2 separate regions of the Zea mays genome follow, and region 2 is linked to region 1. A link is a contact called in public Hi-C data. All regions are on one chromosome and are shown on one strand. Each heading gives the region's core, a stretch centred on a gene start, on an enhancer-like site or on the middle of the called end of the contact. The rest is flanking DNA. Distances are from core to core; before and after follow the strand shown.

Evidence for each region. Hi-C and Micro-C count contacts between places; a contact is called where the count stands out from the background.
Region 2: a Hi-C map of endosperm shows a contact between it and region 1, with 2.8 times the contacts expected there. The contact joins the promoter of LOC100281180 here to the promoter of LOC100275876 in region 1. A contact is called at or near these places in 3 of 25 Hi-C or Micro-C datasets (endosperm, leaf and leaf mesophyll).

Annotation. Positions count from the first base shown.
Region 1 is chr2:43,938,543-43,945,399 of Zm-B73-REFERENCE-NAM-5.0, reverse strand. LOC100275876 reads left to right here and starts at 3,996. Exons shown (of 1, transcript NM_001149841.2): 1 at 3,996-4,882. The coding sequence starts at 4,201. The coding sequence ends at 4,578.
Region 2 is chr2:44,588,418-44,595,274 of Zm-B73-REFERENCE-NAM-5.0, reverse strand. It overlaps LOC100281180 (gamma-glutamyltranspeptidase 1), which reads right to left and starts at 3,074. Exons shown (of 7, transcript NM_001154099.2): 1 at 3,058-3,074; 2 at 2,602-2,960. The coding sequence starts at 3,064. It overlaps LOC103648594 (a long non-coding RNA gene), which reads left to right and starts at 6,663. Exons shown (of 8, transcript XR_004856190.1): 1 at 6,663-6,857.

The sequences.
Region 1 (6,857 bases), core at 2,747-5,246:
CACCATCGTGATTACATTGATGAATGGAACCAGCAGGGGGATCTGAACTATGAGAATGACCAGGGGCACACAAACTACAACTTCCGGAGGTATTTGATTTGGTATTCTGGTGTGACTAGGTGCAAGCTGAAGGGACAGTGGACAGCAGCAGACTACGCCGAGCAAGAATCGTCAGACGACGAAGACACAGCTTTCGACATAGCTGCTCGGCACGGGTCCCAAATTGAGGCTGCTCCAATCCTTGATAGAGTGGTAACTATTTCTTTACTAAAATTAGAGATTTCAATTCAATGGGATATGTCTAGTTTTCAGCATCCTAATGTCTTAACTTGTGATAGGGAAACTCTATGCTCGTATCTGTTGTTGAACTCGAGCGTATCTCACAGAGAACTTCAGATACTACTACGCTATCGTTACTATCAGTGAGTATCAATGTCTAACAGAAAACTTGTTTATTTGTATGTTGTAACATATGTCTTTAACTAACATTTCGATTACAGAGGGTATCACGTCGTCTTCGTCGAGCAGCGGCTCGGTGTGGATGCCGGTCTCTAGCGGGCGTTGACGTGCAGCTGCCTGTGCCACGTATGCAGCAGGACGTTCAGCCTCCTATTTGTGCAGTTGGACCATCTACAGCAGGACTCAGCTCGTCGCGATCGACGCGGGACACGTTTGAGAACGTGGCCCAGGACGACGACGACGACGATGACGACGACGACGACGCTGGCGCTGGCGCTGGCGCCGCAGGTCAGGTGGAGATTGGACCGTCTCAGTTGCAGGATGCTCCTACAACTCAGCCATCACAGCTGACACCACGTAGAAGGCGTCCACGAGACCCTTACACTCCAGGCATCGACGCTCTTGGGGCCAAGGGCAAGGGTAAGACTAGGAGGAAATGAATACTTTTGTGATATGGACTGTGTGATTTGGACTTATGCTGGAGACGTTGTAATATGAACTATGTTTTGTGTTTTGGACTATGTGTTGGGGAACTTGTATTTTGGACTTTGTTTGTGGACATTATATGAAGAACTATGTTCTGTGGATGTTTTTATATTCGATGTTATTTTGTGATGTATTATATGTTGAAATGCTTATATGTCTTATAATATGTGATTATTTGAACTGTGGTTGTTAATAAAACAAGGGAAACTCTTGCAAAAAAAATTTGTGAACTGTAAAAAACATAATAAGCAATAAGTAACGCATCTTTAGAGTTCTAAATTATTTTTGATACGTAAATACTACATAATAGGCTACAATTCTTCAGTCTGAATCACAATCTATGAGTAACTCATCTTCGGAGTCATCCGTCGCGCAATCCTCAACAACAACCTCATTCCACTTGCTGCATTGTCCTGCATCACACTTGTCACCAGTTCTTTTGTAATAATTGGCTTCTGCTTCATCTGCAGCTTGGGAGAATAGCTCATCCTCAGCCTCAGCCTCATCAGACTTCTTGTAATAAGCTGCCTCTACCTCTGCGGCGGCCTGTGACAGAAACTCATCCTCTTCCTCTTGAGCACGTAATCCTGCCTCAGCTAGTGCTATGAGCTCACTCAACCTTGACATGTCGTCCTCCTCTTCTTCATGTAATCCTGCCTCTGCGAGGGCGATAAGCTCACTCAATCTAGATGTGTCGTCGTCCTCCTCCTCCATCAGCTCAACCGTTGCCATTTTATCCTGAACATATCTCGCATGCGCCTCATCGGCCAAATAGTTTACGCCGCTTCCAATCTCTGCAAATATAATGAGAAAATTAAGTTAGCAAAGTCAGGATAAATAAATTGTACTAACATAATTATAATATCATTTATCTCACTTACTTCCCTTGAGGCGATCAGCAAGATTATCCAACATCTGTTTCTCGGCTTGAGCCGCTTCCCATTCCCTTGCATCCTGTGCTCTCTTCTCATCTGCCGCCTTCAACCTCCTATACTCTGCACGCTTCGGGCTATCATAAAAGGCAGATTTTGCTTCCCTACGCATGTCGCGTATGCGATCGTTAATGTACGAATCAACGAGCCGAGATCCACAACGCATCTTCTGTCCCATTATTCTCTTGGACTCTATTGTGCGCATCACCTCTCCTTTGTCGTCGTAACTCTCCCAACTGCATTCCTCGTCTCCTACAAAAAAATAGTAAGTACCGCTATAACATTACATCTGGTGCAAAAAAAAAATACCAACCTCATCGTAATCGACCATATGTCCACAAAAATATCCAACACCAAGCTCCGAAGGAACTAATCCATACTTAGCTTCAATACCGCATTTGCAGAGTACTGGATCAAATTTGACCTCTTCTGCCGCCCACCCCATGTATCTCTTTTCCTTTACCTCTGGCTCTGGCCAATGGGACAAAGGACCATACAACCACTCTCTGAAACGACACTTACGCCACCCGTATGGCTGCAGGAGAAAAAATTAGTAATTTATTGTAAATAAAAACTAGTTCATACATTTAGCGTATCAATGGGCTCACATAATCAATGTTCGGACAACAGAACTGCTTGTCATAGTCTTCGTCGATGACAGCACGGTCTCCACAATTGCATCGAGGCGGTGAGTCCATCCGTCTTTCTGTTGCTACCTCCTTCTCCGCATCCGTCATTGGTGGAGGATTCGGGGGAGGAGGTACCCAACGCTTAAAACGCTCATGACTGGTCTTTCCACTCAACCAATTAACGAAAAGAAGATATCGAGGGTCAAATTTATCAGGACCATCGATCCACTGGAAAAAGAAACACTTCTGATGTCCCTAAAATAATGGAAAGATGCACTATTACATATCTACAAAAAAATGAATGCGAACAAAGTTAAGTGACAAGTCATAAGCTACGTACGTCCAAAGTGCCACAAAGGTAGTAGCAGCGAGCAGCCGTGTCTGGATGTTGTGATTGATGTACCCAAGCTAGTCTGCCACAGTCACAGTTAGGCACGGGGAGTTCAGGAGGAACAGGAGCATCCTTACTAGATACGTCCGGATATAACTCCCGAGGACGACCTCTCTTCTGCCACAACGCCTCTCGGTACATGTCTTTCATCTAATAAACGATTATAATTATCACTTGTACCTATTATGCTTTATAATAAGTCTACACAAACTAATATTCGAAATGATAATATAATAGGTGTATACAAATTATTTAACTAACAACCCAATATACAAAACGAATCAGTTGGAAATCATACCTTGGCCTACGAAGTGAACCAACTCAAATCTTTGAATCCAGGAAATTTTGACGAAGTTTGGAAATGGGACGAAATGAGCTGCTCTCGGCCAGCCGCGCGGGCGTTTTTATAGGAATTCGTAGCTCGGCGCCAAGATCTGTGGCGCCGAGCTACGAGGCCGCGCCGCCGCCACGTCAGAGCCAGGTAAGCCCTAGACGCAACTAGCCGTTGCGGCCACGTCACAGCTCGGCGCAGCTCGGCGCCACGGCCTATGGCGCCGAGCTAAGGGTCCAAAACTGTATTTAAAATTTTTTTAGGTTTAAACGTGATTTTACTTCAGTTTAGAGGCTAAAATACAAAAAATTCGGCAGTGGACAAGGCCACTGTAATACGAGCACACAAAACTACAACTGCACGCACTCTACCCTAGTACTCTCTTGTCTCTTCTTTTCTTCGCGTACACGTTCTTCGTCACCCAGTGAGTGAGTGATGTGTGTGTGCGCGCGCGCGCGCCTACTACCACTACGTCGCAAGCTAGCCCGCCCGGCCACCCCATGGATTTATCTACATACATTGATACATAGTAACATAGGCATAGCAAGCTCACCACCTCAGGTATGCAAAAAGTGACGTATTGCCTTGTTGGGTGTTGCCCCCTCCGGCCCTCCCCTCTCTTTGTCTCCTTTTGCTTTTGGACCACCGCGAGATCTCACTCACAGCCTCACCCGTCTGTCTCTCTGATACAGATGCGTGCTAGACGAGAGAGAGGGACAGAGGGGGTGGCCCCCCCTATATCTACCGCCGGAACAAAGGCGCACAATGCAAGCCGGCCGGCATTGCAAACCAACAGGCAACAGACATGGCCGTCGAAGCTTCGGCTGCCCGCACGCTACCCCTGCCGCAAAGCTAATCATAATAAGCTTCGTGGTGCGATAGGCACGTCACGTCACGTCGGCAGCGCGCGGCGGCATCCACCTCCATCCGTCCATCGTTGGTCGCAAGGGAGCGCGAGAGAGGGAGGAGAGAATGAGAGCCCTCGCCCTCACGCTGCCAGCTCTTGTCCTTGCTGCTCTCCTAAGCTGCACCCCCGAGATCTCTGCCGTCAGAGTCCCGGCGGCCACTCTCGCCGACCAGACGAGCAACCGGCGGGGCGCCTCGTCGCCACCGGCGGCAGCCGAGCAGCCAACAAGGAAGGCGGCGAGCGACGATGACGCTGCCGCCGCCGCCGCCGCCGCAAGCAGCGCCAGGGCCAGCAGGCTCGACGACGCGTCCGCCAGCTGGAAGGCGCCCGCGGTTGCCGGCGGCGCCTCGTATTCCCCTCCTCCGTCGGCCGTGTTCGACCCCGATAGGATGAGCAAGCGCCGCGTCCGCAGAGGCTCCGACCCCATCCACAACAAGTGCTAGCTGATCCCGAGTGTGCGTCCGTGGCGAGTTCTCGTCAAGTGTCGATTCTCTCGCTTTGTTTCCTCCGCCTCTCCATTTCTCTAATCTGCTCCTTCGCTTTATTTTTTTTTTCTTCTTCTTCTTTCGTTACCACTTTTTTTTTCTCTTCTCTTTGAGGTTTGACCGTTTGAGCGCGCAGTTCTGCTGCCTACCGTGTTGTAGGGCGCAGTCGGTTTTGTGCTACAGAAATACTTGTACAGAGATGCATGCATGCCAATGAAAGGCGAATGCCGGTCGAATGGACACGCTGCCGCACCTTGCAAGCCGACATCCACGCACTTCTGTTTATAGATGTACATTCGGGCTGCTCGGCCCGGTCCAAGCCCAAAAGGCCCGCATTCTTTGAAATTTCGTGTCGGCTCGGCACGTTTGAATTTTGGGCCGTGTCGGGCCGGTCCACGGCTCGACCCGTAATTGCTTAAACGTGTAGGGCTTATTTTAGGCGGCCCGAAATTATAAAAGACCGAAATTAATATTAGGGCCCGAAATTCAATTTTTGGCCCGAAAGCCCAAAATTCACGTCAGAGCCCGAAATTCAAAACAAATTTAATAAAACAAATAAAAGATAAGACAAATAAATTTGATCAAAAACAAACTTAATATTTGTATTAAGTTACTAGGGCTATGCAATGACTACCTCGTTTATAAATCATTTTTGTTAGAAAGAAAAAGAGTATAATCAGCTCTATATAAAGTTCGTAAGTTCAGTTTATTATCTAATGTTCATAACAAAAATAAAATTACATCACATACTCTATTTCAAAGCTACAAAAAACATGTAACTAATATTATCTATAGCTTTGTGTTCTTTATCAAGTACATGAAATTATGGAATGAAGTGTGATTTTAATAAATATATGGGCCTTTTCGTGCCTCTATATGGGTCATTTCGTGCCTGCCTTAAACGGGTTGTGCTCGTGTCCGCCCATGGGCCGCGACCTCGGCTCAAACCCGGTCCGATATATCGGACCGTGCCGGCCCGGCACTAAAATATTTCGTGTTGTGTCGTGCCGTGCTTTTTTCCGTGCTTCGGGCCGGCCCATCAGACCCGGCCCAAATATACACATATACTTCTGTTCTGTATGTACACTTAGGGCTGGAAACGCTCGGCTCAGTGCCTGAACGAGTGCGGCGGGTCGCAAAGCAATGCTACCGCGCGCGTCGTCGCGAGTTCTCGTGTGTTTTCTCCACCGGGAGCAGGGGCAGCACAGCATGCTCGTTTCCGTTTGTTGAGCACCACATCTAGGAAGATCAGACGACCCAACCATGTGATACGGATGGTTCTAGGATTAATTCAAGTGAGATTATATATTTCCTTATAGCAACAGAGGGATTGTGATGTGGTGTTTATGATTAATTCAAGCGAGATAACTATGTTTCCATACTTATCAAACTAATCACATAGATTCTGTTGAGGAACATATATCACACCCGAATTTAAGGGATAAAGCTGGGTACGTCTCATATGTGCGCCGAAGAAAAACAACACATATAATGACCAAGTGCATAGAGATAAATGTCACAAATATTACTCCCTCCGTTTCTTTTTATTTGTCGCTGGATATTGTAAAATTGCACTATCCAGCGACAAATAAAAAGAAACGGAGGGAGTATTACATAGCGTAAGTGTCTTACAAAAATAAATGATAACAATAAAGCGAACTAATAATTATTCTTTGGCGCTACAAAGCTGACTAGGAGACGCCACCTAGATAAGCTCGTACTCCTCGTTGTAGACCTCCTCCCGAACTACCTGCTCTTCACCTGTGGGAGGTTTATATATCGCAAGGGTGAGCTCACAAAAGATTATAGCTCAACAAGTTGTGGGGAATAATGTGCATAAACTCACCAAAGATGGGAGCTCATGTGAAGTGTAAGACTGATCAATAAATAATGGTTAAAGGCGCTGAGCATTGCTTTTAATAAGTGGGTCAAATTTTATTAGCAGTTACTAAATGTAAGTATATACCAACCCAAAGTAATAGTAGATCAAAATTAATAATAAACCACAATGCGATGTAAATGACAAATTAAATTTACTTTCATAAATTAATCATATGAGTGTCTGAGCCGCTCATGGCCGTGAGCACGGCTGATATACCAGTTTTACACTCTGCAGAGGTTGCACATCTTTACCCACAAGCCATGCTACCCATTTGCCAAGGGGTCTTGAAGTCCCATTCATCTCTACTGAGGGGATGAGGCAGGGTAGCACTATGAAGCCTTTCCAAAGTTCCACT
Region 2 (6,857 bases), core at 1,825-4,324, 650 kb before region 1:
TCTACTCCCATCCTTACTCCATTTTGATTGTAAACATTTGTGTAAGGCGTGAGAGACTCCGATTTGTGGAGATTCCTCACAACCGGGAATTGATATAAGGAAGACAACTGTGGTAATCAAGTTTGATCTTTGGATCACTTGAGAGGGGTTGAGTGCAACCCTTGACCGAAGGAGATCAACACAACGTGGAGTAGGGATTGGTCGAACCACGAGATAAAATCGTCGTGTCTCTTGTCTAGTTATTTTACGATTATCGTCTTCTTGAGTTCTCATATTCACTTGTATTATCGCTCCTAAGTTTGATACACATCTTAAAGGAGCAATCAAGCGAAGAGTTCTCCTCTCTCTATTTTCACTCATACCAATTTGGCTTTAACTTTCAATAACATTCATTATAAACCAAGTTTATGTTGTTTACAGTTATTTTTTGCAGGATCACCTATTCACGCTCTCTGGGTGCTCTCACTATTCTAAATTTCACACTGCGAACAGTGCGGTATACAATGCAAAACGGTGTTTTTTGTGACTATATAGGTAACCTGTTGGACACAGTCTTCTCTCTTTGTCTCCATTTCAAAATTTAGAAAGAGAAAAAAACAAAACCTAACAGCTAAAGAATTGATGTTCGGTACATTGGTGTGTCGATGACGACATAATTCAATAGTGTCGTCCAAACGAAAAACAAAAACTAAAGCGTAACAGCGAAAAAAAAGCTGCGCTGGAGCATATAGGATGTAGGAGAATCTAAACGCACGATAGATAATTTAAAAAAAAAGTACTTATAGCTCCGAAAAATATGAGAAAAGTATAATGGATTGAGCTTAAAGACAACTTTAGGGAAGGAAAAGCCTCTGGCCTGCTATGCACGGCGCTGTGAATCTGTGATACGATGTGACCCCCAAACATGCCTGCACGCCAGTGCACAGGAATTGAGTGATATATCAACTTTTATATATGAAACTATGTATTTTAAGTTTTATCTAGATGAAACCCTCTCTCTCTATCTTTCTCATCATAAATACTATATCATATCATTAAATATGATGAGATGTCATCTAATTTAATAAAAATGAAATTATGATGAAACTGATACTGACAATGGCCTAAAAGGAACGCTAGTTGCTATGGGCGATGTTGTACTGTAACCATCAAACCCCTATGGGTATTCGTTTCGGCTTTCCCGATTCCCGTTGCTCGCCAGCGGTCCAGAGTCCGACACTACAGCGCAGCAACACTGTAGGGGGAGTGGGGGACACCAAGATGTGGATGAAAGCGCGCCCGAAGCACTTTCCACACGGCAAGAGAGGAGAACAGGGACACGTTTTTTTGTCCCTTTGATGAGGCGTTTGGAAAGTACAGGATATCTACAATATTCTGTTTCTATTGGGGAAAAAAACTATGAAATCTGTACTGTTGCCTCGTGTTCTTCCCGCCTGCTACGGCGAATACAATAGCACTGTCATGGCTGCTACGCCGAAGACAATGCCTGTCCTTTGCAAGTAAAAAACCGATGCAATTTTCTCTTTTAATTCGCAACCGAAATGCAATTTCCTTAAGCAACAACCATGTGAACCACCTACCTGCTCTACTGGCAGGTCTTGCTCCAATCGTTTACTTTCATAATAGTTAGTTTATGAACAATATTTTCTCAAGGATTCCTATTTTCCAAAAAAATAAACTAATTTCCCTTAGAAAAATAAAAATCTTTTATAAAAATAAAGTTCTTAAACTAACTCTTATAATATTTTTTTTTGTCATCTATCGACGAACTGTTAAAGTATGTACAACCTAATTGAATAGGAGGGCTTCTGAGCTGTCTCTAGTGAAAAAAATCAAGAAACATGTTTATAAATATTGTGTATTAACTATAGAAGAGGTCGTCTTTACGTGACTCTTTATAAATATTGTGTATTAACTATATTTATTATTTATAAGTTTAGGATTATATTATACGGTCTTTTATCTGTCTCTAATATTTAGAAAACCGTCAGTTACATGCTCTAAGTGCTAACAAAGACCAGATTAAAAACATATTCCTATGGGCAAGCGCAAATAAAAATCGCTCGCAAATTCCTGCCAGTACGGCAGTGCTTTGACCACCGCTCGCACACGCAGACACGCGGTGTAGCTTACTGGCTCTAGGCTCCTCTTTAAATCCAAGAGAGATTCGCTTTTCTGTCCAGCACCGTTCTCTAGATAAAAAGGTGTCTATTTATTATATAATTGAGTTTTTTTCTTTTCTCTATTTATTTTAATACTTTAAATAACACATATATAAAATATCTGAAAGTATGATACATACATACGGATAAAAAATTCAAATAAAATATATTTTTAATATATTACTCTCTACGTCTCAAATTAAAATTTATTTTACCTTTTTAATATATTAATAAATAATTAATGTATGTGTTCTATCATCTATTTAAATATAGAATAAAAAACTAATAGCTATGATGATTAATATTTTAAGACGGAAGGAGTATTTATGTATAGAGAATGAGTTGCTGCAGAGGAATAAGTGAAGACAATTTACTAGAGCAGAGGTAAGGACGTAAGGTCCGAATAGAAAGGATAAATATAAGCACGATCTTAACTCACCCTGGAGGCGGCGAGGGGCGCGGTCTCGCGGGAGTCGTACACGACGGCCGTGCCGTCGGCGAGCCTGACGAGCATGAAGGCGCCGCCGCCGACGCCGCTGGAGGCCGGGCTGACGACGCCGAGGCAGAAGGCGGAGGCCACAGCCGCGTCCACGGCGCTGCCGCCCTCGCGGAGCGCGTCCCGGCCGATCCTCGAGCACCGCAAGTCGTCCGCCGCCACGGCGCCGTGCGGCGACGTCACCGCCTCCCTGCGCCCCGCTGGCGCTGCCGAGGCAGCAGCCGCTCCCGCGGCGGCGAGTAGGAGGAAGAGGAGGAGAGCGGCGGTGCTGACTGGCTCCCATTGGAGTTGGAGACGTCGGGCTGCAGAGCTCAAGATGGGGAAGGCTTAGAAAAAAATGAATGGATAGTGTTACGAATACACCGTCCAGAAGGAAAGACCGAAAGATTGGGCACCTACCCGCCATGGCGCGGGAGAACGAGAGTAGAGGGAGCCTATGAGCAAAGCCTACTCCTAGATGGCTATATTGATTGGAAGGACGAGTTACCGGTTTTATTCTGTGGGCTGTATCTCAGATTTTGATTATTTTGTATTGCTGAGCACGGTTTGTGGCACCGGCCGCGATCGGCTGGACCGACCGGATAGTCCGGTCTACGCTTGCGGACAATTCGTGGATAGATCATATCAGTCGAATTAACTTATATCTTTACGTGTGTTTATTTTTATAAAGTTATAAGAGTTAATGGAGGACGACTAAGAACGGCTACAGACCTTCTCTTATATATTTAAAGATGTACGGTTGATTGAACAACCAAAATCGAACTAAAATTAATATACCTTCCGTTCTTTACTTTTTACTCTATGAGTAGACACTTCTTCACCTTGATCTCCACCCCTATTTGACTCTATATTGTTTAGAGACGTCTTGGATGACCTACCGATCCCAAAACAAACTCTATGACCTCTCCTCCCTGACGGACCCCTCTTGGTCTTGGGGTCAGATCCAGGTGATGTTGGCGAACGCCGCCGTCTCTGCACACGCGGACCGTCCGGCTCGACGCAGAGAAGACTCAGTTCCCTGCTGCAGGTCGTGGACCGTCCGACCCTATGCCGCGGACCGTCCGTGCTGCCATCAGCGACGGACCGGAGGTTTTAGGGGCCCAGTGCAAATTTAAAATAGAGGCCCATCAAACTATTGTTATATAAAAATGGTACCAATATATAAACTCAAGACACATCTAAAAATGTTCATACCAAGCAACAAATAAATAAAAAGATACATATTATAGTATTATCTTAAAAGTTCTTTTAACATGTTTAAATACGACCGGGTTGTGAACGCTTCGTGACTGCTAATTATTCGACATTTCACTATTAAGCTATTGTGTCTCATAGTCTAATTACTGAATGTATAACTAGGTTCGGGGCCCTATATAATTGGGGGCCCGGGGAGGCAGCCCCTCCGCCCCACCCTCAGGGCCGCCACTGGCTGCCATAAGGGCACCGCCGCCGGTACACCTCGTAGTGATTGACGTCAGATCGGCGGCAACACACTTTTTCACGACTCCGCTGGAGGAACCACATAGAGTATCAGATCGTCCCAATGGTCAGTTCAAAGGATAATTCCGACGTCTCTCCAAATAACATCATCAAGCCGACTATGGAGACTCTATCAGTCGAAGATCAGCAAGAGTTTGAGGAACACAAAGAGTAGGTGATCAAGGAAGCACAAGCGAAATTCCTGACCAACTTTAAGGTGGACAGGAATCACAAAGTTGTCTGACAGCGGGTAACTGATCTGGCTTCGCTCCGGCCTGCTACAACTACCCCAAAATAAGTGAAACAAGAGAAATCTAATATCTTAGATCTTACATAGATGAACAATGAAAACAAATGCAACATGAGAATACCACTCAAGCAGTGCGTAACTCTCTCAAATGTATGTCAATGATCATCGCCTAGATCTACAATAATTTGTCTCGGTTTGCTAATCACAAAGGAGATATCAGGTTGGCTAGCACAAGCTAAGTACATGAATGAACCAATTATCTGAGAATACCTCAGTCGATCTCTTTCTAATCCTTTATTATTTCGAAGAATTGGACTAATAAGATCATATAGTGTCGGAGAAAACTTGTAGCTTTTTATAGCCAAAGTAGTTTAAGATGTTCTCAACATAATAAGATTGCATAAGAGTAATTCCATTTTCATTTTTACCAGCTTAATATTCAGGACAACATCAATCTTATCCATGGCTTTCACATCAAAGTTTTAGGACAAAAATGACTTCACCTCATTACAACGTCAATCAGTGGGGCTAAAATTAGTTGTAGAGGTTTCAAACACCCCTAGCTAATACACAACTAATTATTAGCTAACTCACAACTAACAATTAATTCATTAACTAGCTCAACTCAACTAATAATTTATTAGTTGGCTAACTTTTAGCTTTAGGGGTTCCAAAAAAGACCTTCGAGATTTATTCTGGATTTTATTGTTAAGTAAACAGGCCAATCCTATTAAATTCAAACATTATGACATAATGCTATTTTTATGAATTGACATATTCTCAAAAGCCACTCTTACAAAGATTTCTATATATTTGCTGCTAATGGGAGATGAATTCCCAAGTTTATGCATTTTTACCAACATGAGAATGTAGGAGCGACCAACATGGAGGTCAAATGCCAAATACCCTTACAGTTTGTTTGTTTGAGCTATGAGTTGCGATAAGTAGATAATTTTGGGAAACCTTTTTTTACCCCACAACCGAATAGGGTAGGAAGCATTTTTCTTCTATAAGTATGTATGTGTTTCCACTCTACCTTTAGGTAGTTTTTTACTTTTCATAGCCAATACCTAACCAAACACACCCGTAATAGATCATAACGCAGTAGATTGTTTGGTTTTCTACCTAAGCCGCCACAACTTGCCTAACTTTTTTATTTAAGGTTTGTTCTACAATTCAAGCGACTAAGGTTAGGAATGTTGCAACATCTAAGGTAGGAAACCAAAGAGACCTTATGTTCTTCATTGATTGTAACACACTACGTCCTCATATTGTCTTCTCCATTGTACTTCTTCAATCCTCTCTCCATCCATGCAGATTCTATCTTGAACGGTTTTCCACACACACTAAAATCGTGTCGCCAATGCCCAGCTCTGCATCAACCCTCGCGCTTGGGCAAGCAGTCACGTGCACGCCTTGACTTCTGCCAAATCTTCACCCTCGCGCTTTCGCACCGTTCTGTACCCGCTATGATGTTTCGTCTTGCCTACATGCCGCTAATGCTTCTGCATCCGAGTGCCATCATGTGCAAGTTCAACTGTCATCTGGCCTCTATGCCGCCGCCACTCGTAGCAAGCTTATATCCAAAATACAAGGGTCAGACATACGAGAAATATAGCTGAATGAGAGTAGGGGATGGGAATTTAAAAGATGGTATAACGATCACATCTAACTTTAATTTTCAATCATAGATATGAGCCAGCTATCTTTTTAAGTGATAAAAATTGTTCCTACGAGAACTAGATAGCAAGGTCATAAATAGTTCTTTCAATACTCTTATCCCCAAAATACAGAATCGTGTCGGACATGTGGATTTTAGGCCCATCTCTCTTCTTAACTCTATAGTGAAACTCCTGTCCAAGTTCATGGCCAACATGGTTCAATCAACGGTTATGAGAATCGTGCACCAAAAACAATATGGTTTCATTAAGGGGAGATCCATCTAGGACTGTCTTTCTTGTACCTTTGAGTACATCTACCAATGCAAGCAGTCTAAAAGAGAAGTGGTGATTCTAAAGCTAGACTTCAAAAAGGCTTTCAACTCTATTGAACACGACACAATTACTGCTATGCTGGCTAGTCTTGGTTTCCCTAGCAAGTGGATTAATTGGGTTTTAAAGCTTTTGAGCTATGGCAGTTCTTTTGTTTCGCTCAATGGTACTCCTAGGAAGCAATTTGCTTAGTTAATAGGGTCTGATATGGGGTCCTCTATTGCCTCTTCTATTTGTCATGACGGCTAAATCTATACTACTCCTTAAGATGGTAGTGTAGGCGTCCACATCCGTATGGTGCACGGTTCTGCCATCGTCTCCTCTCCGCGACGCACGCCTCCCTCTCCTCCGCCCCACCCTCCTCCCCACGCCATCGGCACCGCCATCATCAGATCCGGCCCAAGACGCCTCTGCCCCACGCGCCCGAGTCGTCGAGGCACACTCCTGCCCGCCTCCGGCGTCCACGCACATCTCCGCCT